Regions from separate parts of the Mus musculus genome. Here region 2 is linked to region 1. The links are chromatin contacts, called in public Hi-C maps. All regions are on one chromosome and are shown on one strand. Each heading gives the region's core, a stretch centred on a gene start, on an enhancer-like site or on the middle of the called end of the contact. The rest is flanking DNA. Distances are from core to core; before and after follow the strand shown. Region 1 overlaps Cep128 (centrosomal protein 128). Region 2 overlaps Cep128 (centrosomal protein 128).

Evidence for each region. A called contact is a pair of places that touch in the nucleus more often than the background predicts.
Region 2: a contact with region 1 is called in a Hi-C map of Th1 cells, with 1.9 times the contacts expected there. The contact joins two enhancer-like sites. A contact is called at or near these places in 1 of 15 datasets of contacts at CTCF or cohesin (CD8 T cells), 3 of 484 Hi-C or Micro-C datasets (Th1 cells and nephron progenitors), 3 of 115 datasets of contacts at active chromatin or transcription factors (CD8 T cells, double positive thymocytes and intestinal villus epithelium) and 3 of 9 other capture datasets (adipose tissue, embryonic stem cells and liver).

The regions. Positions count from the first base shown.
Region 1 is chr12:91,180,018-91,187,404 of GRCm38.p6, forward strand. All of the region lies in intron 20 of Cep128 (centrosomal protein 128), which reads right to left. Among named protein-coding and RNA genes, the nearest start is that of 5430427M07Rik, 140 kb to the left of the region's middle. Within about 2 kb of position 4,149, at least 94 of the 459 cell types and tissues checked have an H3K27ac peak or open chromatin away from gene starts, as enhancers often do. A contact at or near this core is called in CD8 T cells and Th1 cells, where this site is marked.
Region 2 is chr12:91,266,647-91,274,033 of GRCm38.p6, forward strand. It overlaps Cep128 (centrosomal protein 128), which reads right to left. Exons shown (of 26, transcript NM_181815.3): 15 at 90-440. Among named protein-coding and RNA genes, the nearest start is that of Cep128, 110 kb to the right of the region's middle. Within about 2 kb of position 3,180, at least 21 of the 459 cell types and tissues checked have an H3K27ac peak or open chromatin away from gene starts, as enhancers often do. A contact at or near this core is called in CD8 T cells and Th1 cells, where this site is marked.

The sequences.
Region 1 (7,387 bases), core at 2,899-5,398:
AACAGAGGAATGGACACAGAAAATATGGTACATTTACACAATGGAGTACTACTTAGCTATTAAAAACAATGAATTTATGAAATTCTTAGGCAAATGGATGGAACTAGAAAATATCATCCTGAGTGAGGTAACCCAATCATAAAAGAAAATACATGGCATGTACTCACTGATAAGTGCATATTAGCCCAGAAGCTTGGAATACACAATATATAATTCAGAGTCCACATGAAGTTCAAGAATAAGTCAGACCAAACTGTGGATACTTTGGTCCTTCTTAGAAGGGGGAACAAAATACCCATGGAAGGAGATAATATACCCAGAGACAAAGTGTGGAACAGAAACTGAAGGAAAAGCCATCCAGAGACTGCACCACCTGGGGATCCATCCCAGATACAGTGACCAAACCTAGACACTACTGTAGATGCTAACAAGTGCTTGCTGACAGGAGCCTGATATAGCTGTCTCCTTAGAGGTTCTGCCAGTGCCTCCCAAATACAGAAGTGGATCCTCACAGCCATCCATTGGACAGAGCACAGGGTCCCAATGAAGGAGTTAGAGAAAGTACCCAAGGAGCTGAAGGGGTTTGCAGCTCCTTAGGAGGAACAACAATATGAACTAACCACTACCCCTAGAGCTCCCAGGGACTAAACCACCAACCAAATAGTACACATGGAGGGATCCATGGCTCCAGCTGCTTATGTAGCAGAGGATGGCCTTGTCAGTCATCAATGGGAGGAGAGGACCTTGGTCCTGTGAAGGCTCGATGTCCCAGAATAGGGGAATTCCAGGACCAGGAACAGAAGTGGATGGGTTATTGAGCAGGGAGATAGGGGGTTTTCAGAGAGGAAACCAAGAAAGGGGATAATACTTGAAAAGTAAAGAAAATATCTAATAAAAAAGTCAATATTTAAAGGAAAAAAAGAAGAGTTAATGGACAGGAAATTGAGTGTGGATTTTAACTTTTGAAAATGTATTAAAACAGAGAGGCTCTAACTGGCTGTCAGGGAAGGCAGGATAAGAATCTAAAGAGAAAGAAGGATCGCCATGCTCCAGAGACAGGCCTTATGCAACACCTTTGAGAGAAGAGTTGAGCAACGCACCAGACTTGAGTTGAGGAAAGAAAGATCCAGAAGGTTGAAGACCCATGGAGCTTCTAAACACTATTTGCAGATCAACACCCACCAGCCATCCCACCACGAATAAACCTCAGAGGAAATATGACAATCACAAAAAACTATTACTCAAAGTATTCAGAGCAATGGCTGTGATACAAGATGATGGCAACAGAGAACATGCACTGTGAACAAAAGTGTCTGCGGGCACAGCTCACACACAAACTGCAATACCGTAAGATGGAAGAGCCAGGCCATACTCTATGAACACTGAATTTCTTGCACGGGTAAAATTAAAAGCAAAAGGATGTCTTCAGTACATAGTCAGACATTATGTGTATGAATTATTCAAGAGGGGAACATGAGTATATATGAATGAAAATCTCAGGCAACAGCAAATTAGAACATTGTCAGAGGCATCTCAGGACAAGAGGAAACAGTGGGGGGCGGGGGGCTCAGACTGATGAAATCCCATCAGGATGCCATTAAAGGATCTCTTAAAGGCCCCAACTCTTCACACCACCACAGTAGCTGTGCAAGTTTAGCATAAATTCCAAGGAACATTCAAATCTGTACAATTATTTGGTAGTTCAGAAAACAAAGTATGCACATTTAATGTCTACCAAAAAAAAATACTTTATTCCTTAACAGGGCATAAAATGCTCTTTTAAATTTCCATTTTTTCCTATTTAAAAACCATTTTACTCATTAAAAATAAATTTGAATCACTCTTTGCTTTTGGGCAAAAATAGGAATCAACTGGTTTCAGAGTCTTACAAGGCATCAAATAGAGTGCACGTTTCTCTAAAAGAGGGGTGACAAATGAACAATCACGTGAAAGCCCAACAGAAAGTTATAAAAGGCAAGAATTAAAAATAACAGATCCAATTCTAAACTCTACAATGTATTTAAATCTAGAGTTCAGGCAGTTATTTTAAATTTAGAATATAATTATATACTTAAAAACAATGTTTTCCATAGGCTACATCACTATACTTAACCAAATTAGTGATTTGTTTTTACCTTGTCAAGATAGATACACATCAAAAAAGCTCATCAATAATTTAAAGGAAAATTGTGGCAATTAAATAAAAATCATTTTAATGTATAGTGAATGTTAACGCTTCAAAGATGTTTAGTTAAATAGAAATATGCAAGGATTCCCTGAGATATTTCCCCACAAGTGCTTTGTTTTTCATAATGAGTACAGTTTTCACTTTAGTTTTTTGTTTTTCATTAAAAATGATTTTGCTTAGATAATTTTGTACATCAACCATAAATGAGGATAGCTTGTTGTTTAGTATATTAGGTTAATCACATCACCTAGAGTCTATGAATGGGGTGGAAAACACTGGGAAGAAAGCACAGGGATTGTTAAAAGGATGGAGGGCTGTTTGCACCCCTTAGAGAGGGGATGCCTATACTAGAAACACGAGGAGTAAAAGAAACAGACATGATTCAGAAACATCACCCTGAGTAGAGGAAAAGCTACCAATGGGAGACACTGAACGATAATTAGTTCACCATTAATTAAAGACAGGATTTGAGGCAAAGCATTCCCAAAGAATGAAGACAAAAACTCATCATTATCAGAGCAACACAGTCATTATCAGGTATAATTCTGAAATAAGATCAAGTGTGAACAGTGTATGTTCTCAGATAAGAACAGTGATGCTGCCCAAGCACACGCTTGGCCGAGTACAACAGCCTTCGAGATGGTTTCTCTGTCCATTCTAGAAATGTTTAGCACACATATCCAAAGACAATAACTTATGCTATAGTACATAGCTCAAAAAAAAAAAAAAAAGCAGTCCCTCGTTGGCAAAATGTTTAAGATGATGTCACTGACCCACATTTAAGTCACTATTTAGAGCAGTCAGAGAAGAGAAAACTGCTTTCTGAATTCCCTACATCACTCTATGAGTCCTACTTCTTTAAATTATATCAACAACTATTGACATTGTAACCATAGAATATATACCAGTATTTGATATAGGCTTTTATTTATGAGAAAATTTTGCTTTGAACCTTGAGGGAACATTTTAAATCACTGATAATATACAATCACATACATACACACACACACACACACACACACACACACACACACACACACACAGAGAGAGAGAGAGAGAGACAACAGACAGAGACAGAGACAGAGACAGAGACACACAGACACAGACACAGACACAGACACAGACACAGACACAGACACAGACACAGACACAGACACAGATACAAAGGGAAAGAACCAAACCAAACAGTTTTGCCCATGACCTCCCAGGTTCCTGCCTTCTTTACCAAGAGTGTTCCCTCTATTTGCAAGTTCTGATTATAGACTTCAAGGAAAGGAGGTAGGTCCAAGTAGAGTATTACATTAGTTATATTTTCCCAGTCTCACCCAGTCAAGATTGTTACCATCTTTTTAAGAAAACAGCTGAAAATCTCTACTCTGAGAAAAAGGAACTGCTTCTGAGAAGAACCAGGTGAAGAGCCTCACCAGAGAAGAACGGAAGTGGATCTCAAAGCCTCACCAGAGAAGAACGGAAGTGGAACTCAAATCCTCACCAGAGAAGAACGAAAGTGGAACTCAAATCCTCAACTATATTCCTCAGCTCTTACAGATCTTAGGCTTTATAATCAGTGTTCAGGGCTGTAAAGGGGTGAGTGGGAGAAGCTGTGTGTTACTCAGCAGGCACCAAACAACACCCAGGACTTTAACGTTTAAACGCGTGGCCAGGGCACGTCACCCCCATTCCTCCTTAGTTGCTCATTCTGTAAGTCAGTCTTCCTCTGGGAATGAGAAGATGATTAGCTGGGCTTAAGTCTCTTCTCTCCAGAAACAGAGATCTGGTTTCTGCAGTTGACATAGGCCACACAGCAGGCAGTATTCTGGAAAAGACTACATCTCGAATAAAATCAAGGGAATGGTAGAAAAACTGATAAACAGGAGAAATGATCTACTACATCTGCCACAGGGCTCCTCTGACGTCAGATATTGACTCAGCTTCCCTTTGTTGATTGAACTGGGTTTTGTTCCTACCATATACATCAAGTCTATATAGCTTTTATCTTAGTGGGCTGGATTCTTTTTCCTCTGAGTGTGTGCTATTCATTCTACTCACCTCACATGTGTGTCTGAACTGAGGCATAAGTGCTAACTGAGGATTCTGTTTTGGCTTGGTAATAAAATATGTGGTAACAAAATTGATTAAAAGGGAAAGACTTCTCTTCTGATACACAGGATGGACTCATGAAACAGGAGAGGCCGGTTGTCCACTACAGAAAAACCTACTGATTTTCTCCATATCTGCTTTTAGTGAAGCCAGTGTGCTTACTTAGCAGAGCTTAGTGTGGTTACAGCGTAAGGAATATCTTGGTAGGATAAGATAGGAAGTGCCCGGAGAGGGAAGAAACGGAGCGGGATGGCTTCTGGGAATTAATTTCCCCTTCCCCGTGCTCTGCCCAAAAGGGAGAAGCACGTCACTTTAGATTGGTGAGAGGAAAACCAAGTGCAGGCAAAAACTCTCTAGCATCATATTCTTTGCTCCCTTCTAGGAGACAAACTGACTGGCTGTCCCAGAAGTCAAAGCCTTAGCAAGTTGGCAGCAGTGCATGGGCAAGAAGGTGGAGGGTCCAAGGTTTTAATGCACTAAGTGAGTGACCTTTAGTCCCAGTACAGTCTCAAAGGGAAGCAGGAGGCACTAAGAGTGGCTGGCACTCCTACAGAAAGGTAGTCACACTCTAGGGAAGCTACAGAGCAGACTGCCTTGTAGAATTTAACTGAGTGTACATGCAGGCCGGGAGAAGGAAGCACAGCAGAGGGAACAGAGAAGAGAAAGACCAGCACTGGTTCATGGGAACAAGGCCCAGCAAAGACCATCCCAGAAAAAGTCAACATGGGTGGTAACGGAAGCAGGTACCCTGCCTGCCACACAGAGGCGTAAGTTGCCTCCTCAGGCACTGGGAAGATTAACTGAGAGACGCTCTCCAAGCCCAGGCATCCTGGAAGGGAATGCTTACATTTTCAACTAGATCCGACACTTAGCTTACTTCTACCTGCTCCATGCCATGTCTGACAGGATCTCATTTTTGTAATGGTTCGAAGGAAAAGGATTTTTTTTTAATCACCGTAGTGCTTGCTCTTTCTCCCAAATGCTAATCCTTGCTCCCTTACTCTAGGCGAGCTGCGCCTCAGCCAGGCTGGACAGCCACGGTATTAGGATCTCTGTGCTGGGGCTTTTCTCTGACAGGCACATTTGCCTCTCAGATATCCTCAGGGATTGCTGCATTTTCTTCTTCAACCTAATCACTCGCTCTAATAGCCTACTCTGATCTCATTGAAAAGACAAGCTGCAGCCCTCTAATGTCGCAAAGCAACAGTCTTATATACCTAATACAGCTGCTTTTAAATTCTGTGCTCACCCAATGCAGTGCAAGCAGCGGGACTGCAGAGATTTCTATTCCTCTCCAGTTCTGAAATTAGAACAGAACTTTAGTAGGCACCCAACATGTGGTAACTAAGCAGTGACCTGATGTCCTATACTCACGCATGGGCTGTGACCTCACATGTGCTCCTGTGCAGTCTCCCCTTATACTATCCTCATCACCCTGTCTCAGGCTCAGCCACTGGAATGCAACGTCCAATGAGAGTCAAGCAAAAACCATGACGTTTGTAGTACAAGGGCCACTAACGTTTGCTGACTTCTTCCTTTTATATGCTTTATGTATAGCTGTGGATCTGGTGCTGGCCCCTTCCCAGGAAAACATTATCAGCTGTTCTGAACAGAGGAAATAAAAACCAAAACTGCTGAGACAGTCTCCAGGGTGACAACGCCCTGGGATTCAAACTCAGACGTTTAGGCTTTATGACTTCACCGTAATAACTGTTCATTTCATCCCAAGGCTTGGACATTTCCAGCCGTCGGTGGGACACCTGCTGCAGGTTATTTGGTGAAGTCGGTTCATCAGATACTTACTACAGTTAGAGCTACTTTACAATAGGGCAAAACAAAAGGGTCTAAGGAGTACAGTAACACAAACACGTGAAGGAATGTGTTAAATAAAATGTTCAAGGACAAAAGCATGTATACAGCACAAAAATTATTTATTTTTAACTATTCTTCACAGTAATCAGGAAAAAAATGAAACCAATGGGAAAGAGAAATTTCTTAAAAGACAGAATAAAAACATACAAATTGAAGTCACACAAAAGGTGAAAGTATCTCTCATTACTATATTAAAACAGCAGAACACGGGGGATCACACCTTCTTAGTCCACGCCTTCATTTGAAATAGAGATGGCTAAGAAGCAAGGCATGAAGCCCCCACCCATATGCATGTACATACATGCATGTGGGGGCCAAAGGACAGCCCTGGGTGCTACTGCTCAGGTGCTGTCTGCCTTCTTTCTTTCTTTGGCCAGGGTCTCTCAATGGCGTGAAGCTCACCAAGCAGGCCAGGCTGGCTGGCGAGAGCCCTCAGGACCCACCTGTGTCCACCTCCACAGAGCCGGGCTGACAGAGCCGGACACTGTGCTTGGCTGTTCTAGGTGGGTTTCTGGAATGGAAGCAGGTCTTCTGCTCTCAAAGTGAGCACCGCACTGCTGGCTGAGCTATCTCCCAGGCTGCAGTGTCGGTTTTTAAGAACTCACTGAAGTCACATCCCAATTTAGACATTTTAAAATTCAAAGTCAAAATAACTATATCGGAAAATACACTGTTAACTTGGTTCAGCCACTGATTTTCTTGCATCAATAACTTTCAATTTAAAAATATTACAAATATGTCATATGTCTTCTTCTAATGTAGGGATAATTATAGCATCACACATAGTCATACAGAATAATAAAGATTTTTGCTGACCCTTCATCGGTGTCTGAGTCAGGGTTTTGTTGCTGTTATGAAACACCTCGAGAAAAAAGCAAGGTGGGGAGGAGGGAACAGGTTTATTCAGCTCACACTTTCATATCACTACTCATCACCAAAGGAGGTCAGGACAGGAACTCACACAGGGCAGGAATCAGGAGGCAGGAGCTGATGCAGTGGCCCTAGAGGGGTGCTGCATATTGGCTTTGTCCCCATGCTTGCTCAGCCTGCTTTCCTACAGAAGCCAGAACCACCAGCCTGGGGTTGGCACCACTCACAAAGGGCTGGGCCTTCCCCATCAATCACTAAAAGAAAAATACTTTACAGCTGGATCTCATGGAGGCATTTTCTCAACTGAGTCTCCTTCCTCTCTGATGACTCTAGTGTATGTCAAGTTGACATAAAACC
Region 2 (7,387 bases), core at 1,930-4,429, 86 kb after region 1:
GATGTCTCAATACTTAGAGACACAGCATGGCCCTCAAGCTCTTGTTCAAAGCTTGCATAAACAAAGCGTTAAGAACCTGGCTCATATACCTGGTTGTTCTTCTCTGTCAGCTGGACAAGGGTTTCAGCTTGTTTCTCCATTGACCGTTCCAACTTCTTATGCTTCAGCTTCCACTGCCGGATGGACTCCTGGGCCTTGGCTTTCAGGTCCTCCCTCCTCTTCTCAGCCTCCTCTCGCAGGGTCTCTGACCTCTGGAACTCACTAAGGTAGTGTTCCGCCTGCTTGGTCGCTTCCTCTGCGTGTTGACTCAGCTCTGAGAGCTGGAGGTCGGTCCGCTTACGATTGGCCTCGCAGGTCTCAAAGTGATTCTGGATCTCCGTCAGTTGGTCCAACATCTGCAGCTGTTGCTTTTCCCGGTTCTCCAAGTCCCGGGTTAGGTTCTAGGAATTAACCACATGGAACGTTAGGGTGAAATTCTTGTCAGTGTTGGGTATGTACCATGCAAACTAAGACACTGAACTGTCACGGAGACAAAAGTCATCACTGCCCAACTTCATTCACAGTCAATCTAGAATGTACAGTTCCCTCTGTGTATTTAACAGTCAAATTAGCTGCGGATAAACTATTATCTCTCTTTCACACCGTATCTTTGTAATTGCCACAAAAATGGATGGCAGTGCTAAGAAAAATGTGTTATTTTAGTAAAAATCTAGTTTTTTGTTCAACAGAAGCAATGTCAGTGATTTAAAATGTGTCAGCTTATTAGAAAAGTCTTAGAAGCAATTATGTAGCATTTTACTTTCTAGCAGCACCTGAAACTTTATTACAATAAAATAATAAACTACTAACGATAACATGAGCATTGATGATGGACACACTACTGTAGATAACACTATACTTCAGAGTTCCTCTCAAAGATCCCGTGTGAAATGGCCTCTGTTATTTCCAGCACTTCTCTCAAGCTGATATGAACCACTGCAGTATAGATTTTTAAATAAAGTTAAATTTATTCAGGACATTTCTCTGCTCAAGGCAAGTATCGTAAAATGTAGTTCTCCTCAAGCAGGGAGTGGTGGGTAATTTTTACATTTGGAAGTTTATACTTAATCATGATGTATAAACATATTCAACATGAAAATAATTAAATACTGAATTAAAAAATAAGAGGTTGGTATTATATGAGTTAATGTTATTTCACTCAAAAAGTTTTGTAAGGAAGTCCCAAGCACAGAAATAAGTATTTAGAGTGTTTTACCAGAGCTGTCCCTCCTGGGAGTCACTTTGCTCTGCCAAGAAGTGACAAAAGGAACTCTAAAAAGCCACAGGTACAAATAATAGTGAATCCAACAAGCTAAAGTAGCTGTGAATCATGGCAGCAAACACCATCTATATGCACAAAGGCACTGACAAACAGGCAGGCTGGACCACGGACAGAAACCCAGCAGCACTTTCCAGCCTCAATTCCATCAGGCACAGTCAATGAGTCAAAGCAGAGCTCCGTTCCCCTGAAATTCAATGATAACCAAGCTCCAATCCATAGGATCCCAGAGGGCAGGTATAAAGAAAGGGGCTAGGAGGGGCAAGATAGAGCTCCTTAGGAAAGGGAAAAGGAATAGACAGTTATGCTTAGAAGTGGGGGAGGCTTCTAACAGGAGGGTCAAGCAGAAAAGAGGAGAAGAGAGACAGAGAGAAAGAGGAACAGAGAGAGAGAGAGATGAGGAGGGACTACAGGGAGAGACAACTAAAACGAAGGATAGTATGAAAACATAATACAGCAGAAGCTTCCCAATAATAATAAAAAATAAAAAGTACACACACACACATACACACACACATTATATATATATATAAAATGTGTGTGTGTATATGTGTGTGTGTATATATGTGTGTGTGTATATATATGTGTGTGTGTGTGTATATATATATATATATACAATCTACATGAGATCATCAAATAGAATCCTATTTGTTTTCTAATGAAAGGGGTTGGATCCAAATGGGAGGGGAGTTGTAGAGGAACTGGGAGGTGTAGAGAGAAGGGAAAGCATAATTGGGATATAGTATATGAGGACAAAAAACTTTTTCAATATTAAAAAGTCAGTTTGACAGTATACAAAAAACGTTTCTTTTCAAACAAATCCCAAAGCCTTGAAACCAAGGTTCACTTTCAGAGCAACAGGTTTTCATTTTCTCAGTTCACCAAGTTCAAGGAAGCCTGGAAGACTTGAGTCACTCCATTGTCCACCCAAATCAAACAGTAAACTGAGAAGTGTGCACTTGTTTGCATGGAAAATTTCTAAGCTGAGATCAGAAAACCCTAGTGATTGTGGTTTACCATTTGCCCTTATGCTACAAGCTTTACTGATATTCTAAAAACCAATCTTATCAATGAGCAACAGCCACCTGATTCCACATTTAACAACAACAAAGTTGGGGAGGGGGGTCCTTCCTGTCTGTTTTGGCAACAAGACTTACAAGGAGAGTGATCAAGGCTACTCTGTGTCAGACACATGGCTTCTAGATTGCGTAAATGTCAAAGAAACTGACAGTTTAGTTGGCAAGCTCTTCACAGCCAACCTCCAAGTAACACTGAACATGAGTGAAAACTAACACTGGCAGGTTCCTTCCTGTTGCTGTACCTGATCATTATCAAAGAGAGGACGTCTCCCTTGGCATCTTTTTTGTGAACTTTCAAGCCCGGGTTCATAACTTCCATATTCTTTCACTTTGCTCACTTTCTTGCTGACCTCTCAAACTCTTTCCTTAACAAAACCATGAACAGTGGGTGAACTAGGCAATTTCCTAATCCCTACCACAAGCTCTGAATCTCTTGAGGGAGGAAAAAAAAAATCACACAGAAACATTAGTCAATCCAATCACAAATCAGGAGCCACCTTCCAGCACTCAGGAATGTTTCCCCACCTCTCTCCAATTTATTCTATGGCCATTCCAAACTCGCTCCTTTACTACTCTACCATCTTTCAGTCACTTTAGTATGCAATCCAACTCTTCCTTTATAGGCTAAACTGAGGCAGTTAAGGCAGGGTACCACCAAAGTGACTTACCCATGCAACTCGGAATCTTTCCAAGGGCTAATATGTCTTCCTCGGTGGCCTCTATATGACTCCATCATCAGTACATAAATAAGCCAGTAATGCTATTTCCTGGAGGCAGCTTTATGATTAGAAGGTATAGAACTAACTCAGGCCCCCTAGTGATGACATTTAGTCACTGTTTAGATGCAGTTTAAGGGGAAAGTCAAAAAACACAGAAAACCCCCTATTTATCTAAAAATTACTTCCCATACATTATTAAAATGTTATTAGAACTTCCAACTAAACCTGAAAACTTCATACAACTCATTTCCATTTCTCCTCTCAGTCTTTAAAGGGGAGAAAATGTTGATGTGTGTTTGTGTTAAAGGCCTCGGGTTTAGTGAGCTCCAGAAGGATGTAAAGGACACAGTACTTTATAGTCAACCTTAAGACACAGTTTAGTAAAATTAAAGGATATCAAGAAAACTGAGCAGAGGAAATCAGGACAGAGGCATATGCCCATGGAGAATAGGAGCGAGTGTCCAGTTCTCTCCCAGCAGAGTTAAAGATGGAACGCACAATCCCTCTAGCAGTGAACTCATTACAAGGTTTAGCTCTGAGATTTAACTATGGGATGGTCACATAAGCACCATCTGCCTAACACACATATCAAAATTCAAACTCAAAGGCAAAAAAAAAAAAGAAAAAGACATTCAACACAAAGCGCATTATTTACACAGACTAAGCAAAGTAAAGAGCAGCAAGCCTCACACAGGGTTCACTTCAAATCCCAGCTCTGGGACTGAGCCATCGGAAGCAAAGCTACTCCACTTACAAAGTGAGCCAAAGAACATCAACCACTCCTAGGATTCACAACCCACACAGGATCTCAAACCTCCTCAAGAATAAGTGGCACATCGAAGAAATTAAGAACAGATTTTTACATCTGACCAGAGGCCAGAATTTAAAAGCAAGTGTACAATGCCTACATGTTAGAGGGACTTGAAGCAGAGCAAGCAATGGAAGTTAAAGTATTTTACTTACACAGAAAGGACTAGCCATAAGTCCTTGGGAGTCAAGTGATACATCACTGCACCAATCCCGAATATAGGCTAAATAACTTTAATCTTTATATAAATGGTCAAAACCAGAAAGGAATCATGGAATAGGAATTACATAAATAAACATCAATCCATAGTTATTTCTAGAAATTTGTAGAAACCGGGTGGCGGGGAGCGGGGGGAGGCAGGGGGGCAGAGAATCACAGGGTAATTTGAAATAAGAACCAGAAGCTAGAGTCATAGTACAGAGGTAAAGAACTTGCCTAGCATGTACAAGGCCATGGGATCAAACCCCAGTATTGGGGGAATAGGGGTTTTGGAAACCTTCCTATCTCGCTGGACATTCTGGTTCAAGCATGTAATTCCAACATTTGGGAAGCTGAAGCAGGAAAATTAACAAAAAATCGATGTCAGCATGAGATACAGAGTGAGTTCCAGGTTAACTAAGGCACATAGCAAGACCCTGTCTCAAAACATAAACACTATATATATAAATAAATGAATAAACAGATATGTGCAAAGCAGAGGTAAACATCTCCTACCTCGAATGTTTAAGAGCAAAGGCCGCGTGTCAGGCAGGCACTGAGGAAAGCGCCACACAAGAAGTGCTGACTGGGCAAAGGCTATTGGGTGGGGGATGGGGCTGCACGACACAAGACCACTGATGTTAGCTATCGAAAACATGATTTCAGTCCGTAGATTCGATAGAGCCCATCTGTTCAGTGAGATATCAAAAGGCAAGAAAAGGAAGATGAAGCAAGCAGGTAAGGAAAAGATCTGTCTAAAGGAGTGGAAACGAGAAACTCAGCCAAGAGTAGCATAATCAAGAGTCCACACTGTGAGCCCCCATCGTTAATGATGAAGACTGCTCGTTCTAAAAGGCTAAAAAAAAAAGACTGGAAACTAAGGTCAGAAATGGAGCTGAGGGGATGCCAAAATCCACTTGGGCCTTTCAAAGGTTTCCCGGCAAGGGAATAACATGATCAGATATGTAACTGAGGAAGATTAATCACTAAAAGGCATTATGCTAATACTCACATATTCAAGTATTATGGCACCATTAAAAGTAACTGAACATTGAAAGTCCAGTGAAAGCAGGAATGGACTTTTAGAACCAATTCTTTTTTTCAACGTAACTCAATTGAAGCAAAGTCAATAAAGCCGGCTTATAACAGATGAGAGCAGCTTGGAGCATCCAGGGGACTTCAAAAGGAAACCAGGGACACCTGCCACTTTTTCTAAGGAAAATCATCTGCATGTTTTGACTCAATACAGTACACATTTAGTGTGCTCAGGAATATGCAAATTGCCAAGATAAAAAGACAAATACGATAGCATAGTGCGATATTCTGCTGTCCCAGAGAATCACATAGCCTTGTAGGGAAGACAGAGAGCGGAGTCACTTGTCATACATGTGATATACATGAGCAACCCTTCTCTGTTTGAAATCTCACAGTCCTTCACATTCATGCTGTCAAGTATGTACTGATGCCCCATTCCTCGGTGCCTTCACCTCATACCGTGCTTCCTAATTAGCAGGGGTGCTCCTTGCAAAAGATGTCTGTACTAGGGACACTAACTATGGGGGGGGGAGCATTCACATTGCTACTCAAAGGGTTAAAGAGGAGAGGCAGGGATGGGGAAATGGGCACAGAAACTGAAAACAGAATGCCCAGCTCAGCCTGTGTGAAGTCATGTGCCTAGACTCCTGACCGCTGCATTCCTTCAGGATTTTCATGGTCACTTCACTATAAACCTGGATGCTGGTAGAGGAAAGGGCTTGGAAGAACAATGGGAAAGACAGAAAAAGAAAACAAGTGGATTCGGCCAGGACAGGTCTCCCAAATACAAACAAACAAGGGCTGAGGTAAGGACTCAGACGGATATGACGTCACAACGCCCATTAAATTATCCCAAAACCAGGGGTAGCCAAATAAAAATATAATTATTTGTAAATCTTGTGTTTTCTACTGAAAATCAGTGAAGGGAGAAGGCCACTTGTTATATGTGTTCATGTTTTCCAGTTTTATAACATCTGAAAAAACGGGGAGCAAAGCCCTTCCAAATCCCAGGGGAAAAAGAGACTATCAACTGCAAAGTCTCTAGTAGTTGCCCTGTCCAGAGTGTGTCTGTGTGTATGTGTCTGTGTGTGTGTGTCTGTGTGTGTGTGTGTCTGTGTCTGTGTGTGTGTGTCTGTGTGTGTGTGTGTCTGTGTCTGTGTGTGTGTGTCTCTGTGTGTGTGTGTGTGTCTGTGTGTGTGTGTGTCTGTGTGTGTATGTGTGTCTGTGTGTGTGTGTGTCTGTGTCTGTGTGTGTGTGTCTGTGTTTGTGTGTGTCTGTGTGTCTGTGTGTGTGTCTGTGTGTGTGTCTGTCTGTGTGTGTGTCTGTGTGTGTGTATCTGTGTGTGTATGTGTGTCTATGTGTGTGTGTGTGTGTCTGTGTGTGTCTGTCTGTGTGTGTCTGTCTGTGTGTGTGTCTGTGTGTGTGTATCTGTGTGTGTATGTGTGTCTATGTGTGTGTGTGTGTCTGTGTGTCTGTGTGTGTGTGTCTGTGTATGTGTGTGTCTGTGTGTGTGTTTGTGTGTATGGGGAGGTGCACATATATATACATGCACATATATATATATGTATATATAAACATATATGCATATATAACATATATATTTGTAGATGGGAGGATGGGTGTAGATATATATATATATATATGTATATATATATATACATGCACATATATATATACATATCACATATACCTATACCATGACTTTATGTTTATACACACACTATACACACACTGTTAAATGTCCTACAATTAAGAAATGCACTCTACAGAATTACACAGATGTTTATATTATAGCCATTTAATTATCCATAAAGAATAACTTTTATGTTCTATTATTATTGCTATTATTGCTATTATTATTATTATAGAGGTAAACATTTGTATATTTTTATTGAGTAAATTTCAAAAATATCTGTTTGGTTACAAAACTTTGGTAAGAACACAAGGGTCACTGACAATGTTTTTCACAAAACCTCCTCAACCAAAAGAGTAGCACAACGTAGTCTCAAGACACACACTACAGCAGCAAGTCTCAAGCACTACCAGGCAAATCTTCACAAACATAAAAACAGTAGACCTAAAGCGAGCAGGGGTCAACAAGCCGCTGGAAATAAGATTCATGTAAGCAAACAACAATTATCCTTAATAACATCTGTGAACAAAGACTCCCCAGCACCTCCTGAGCTGGGCTGGGTTTTGGAGGTGTGTGTGGGGGGGGGGGGCTACAAAT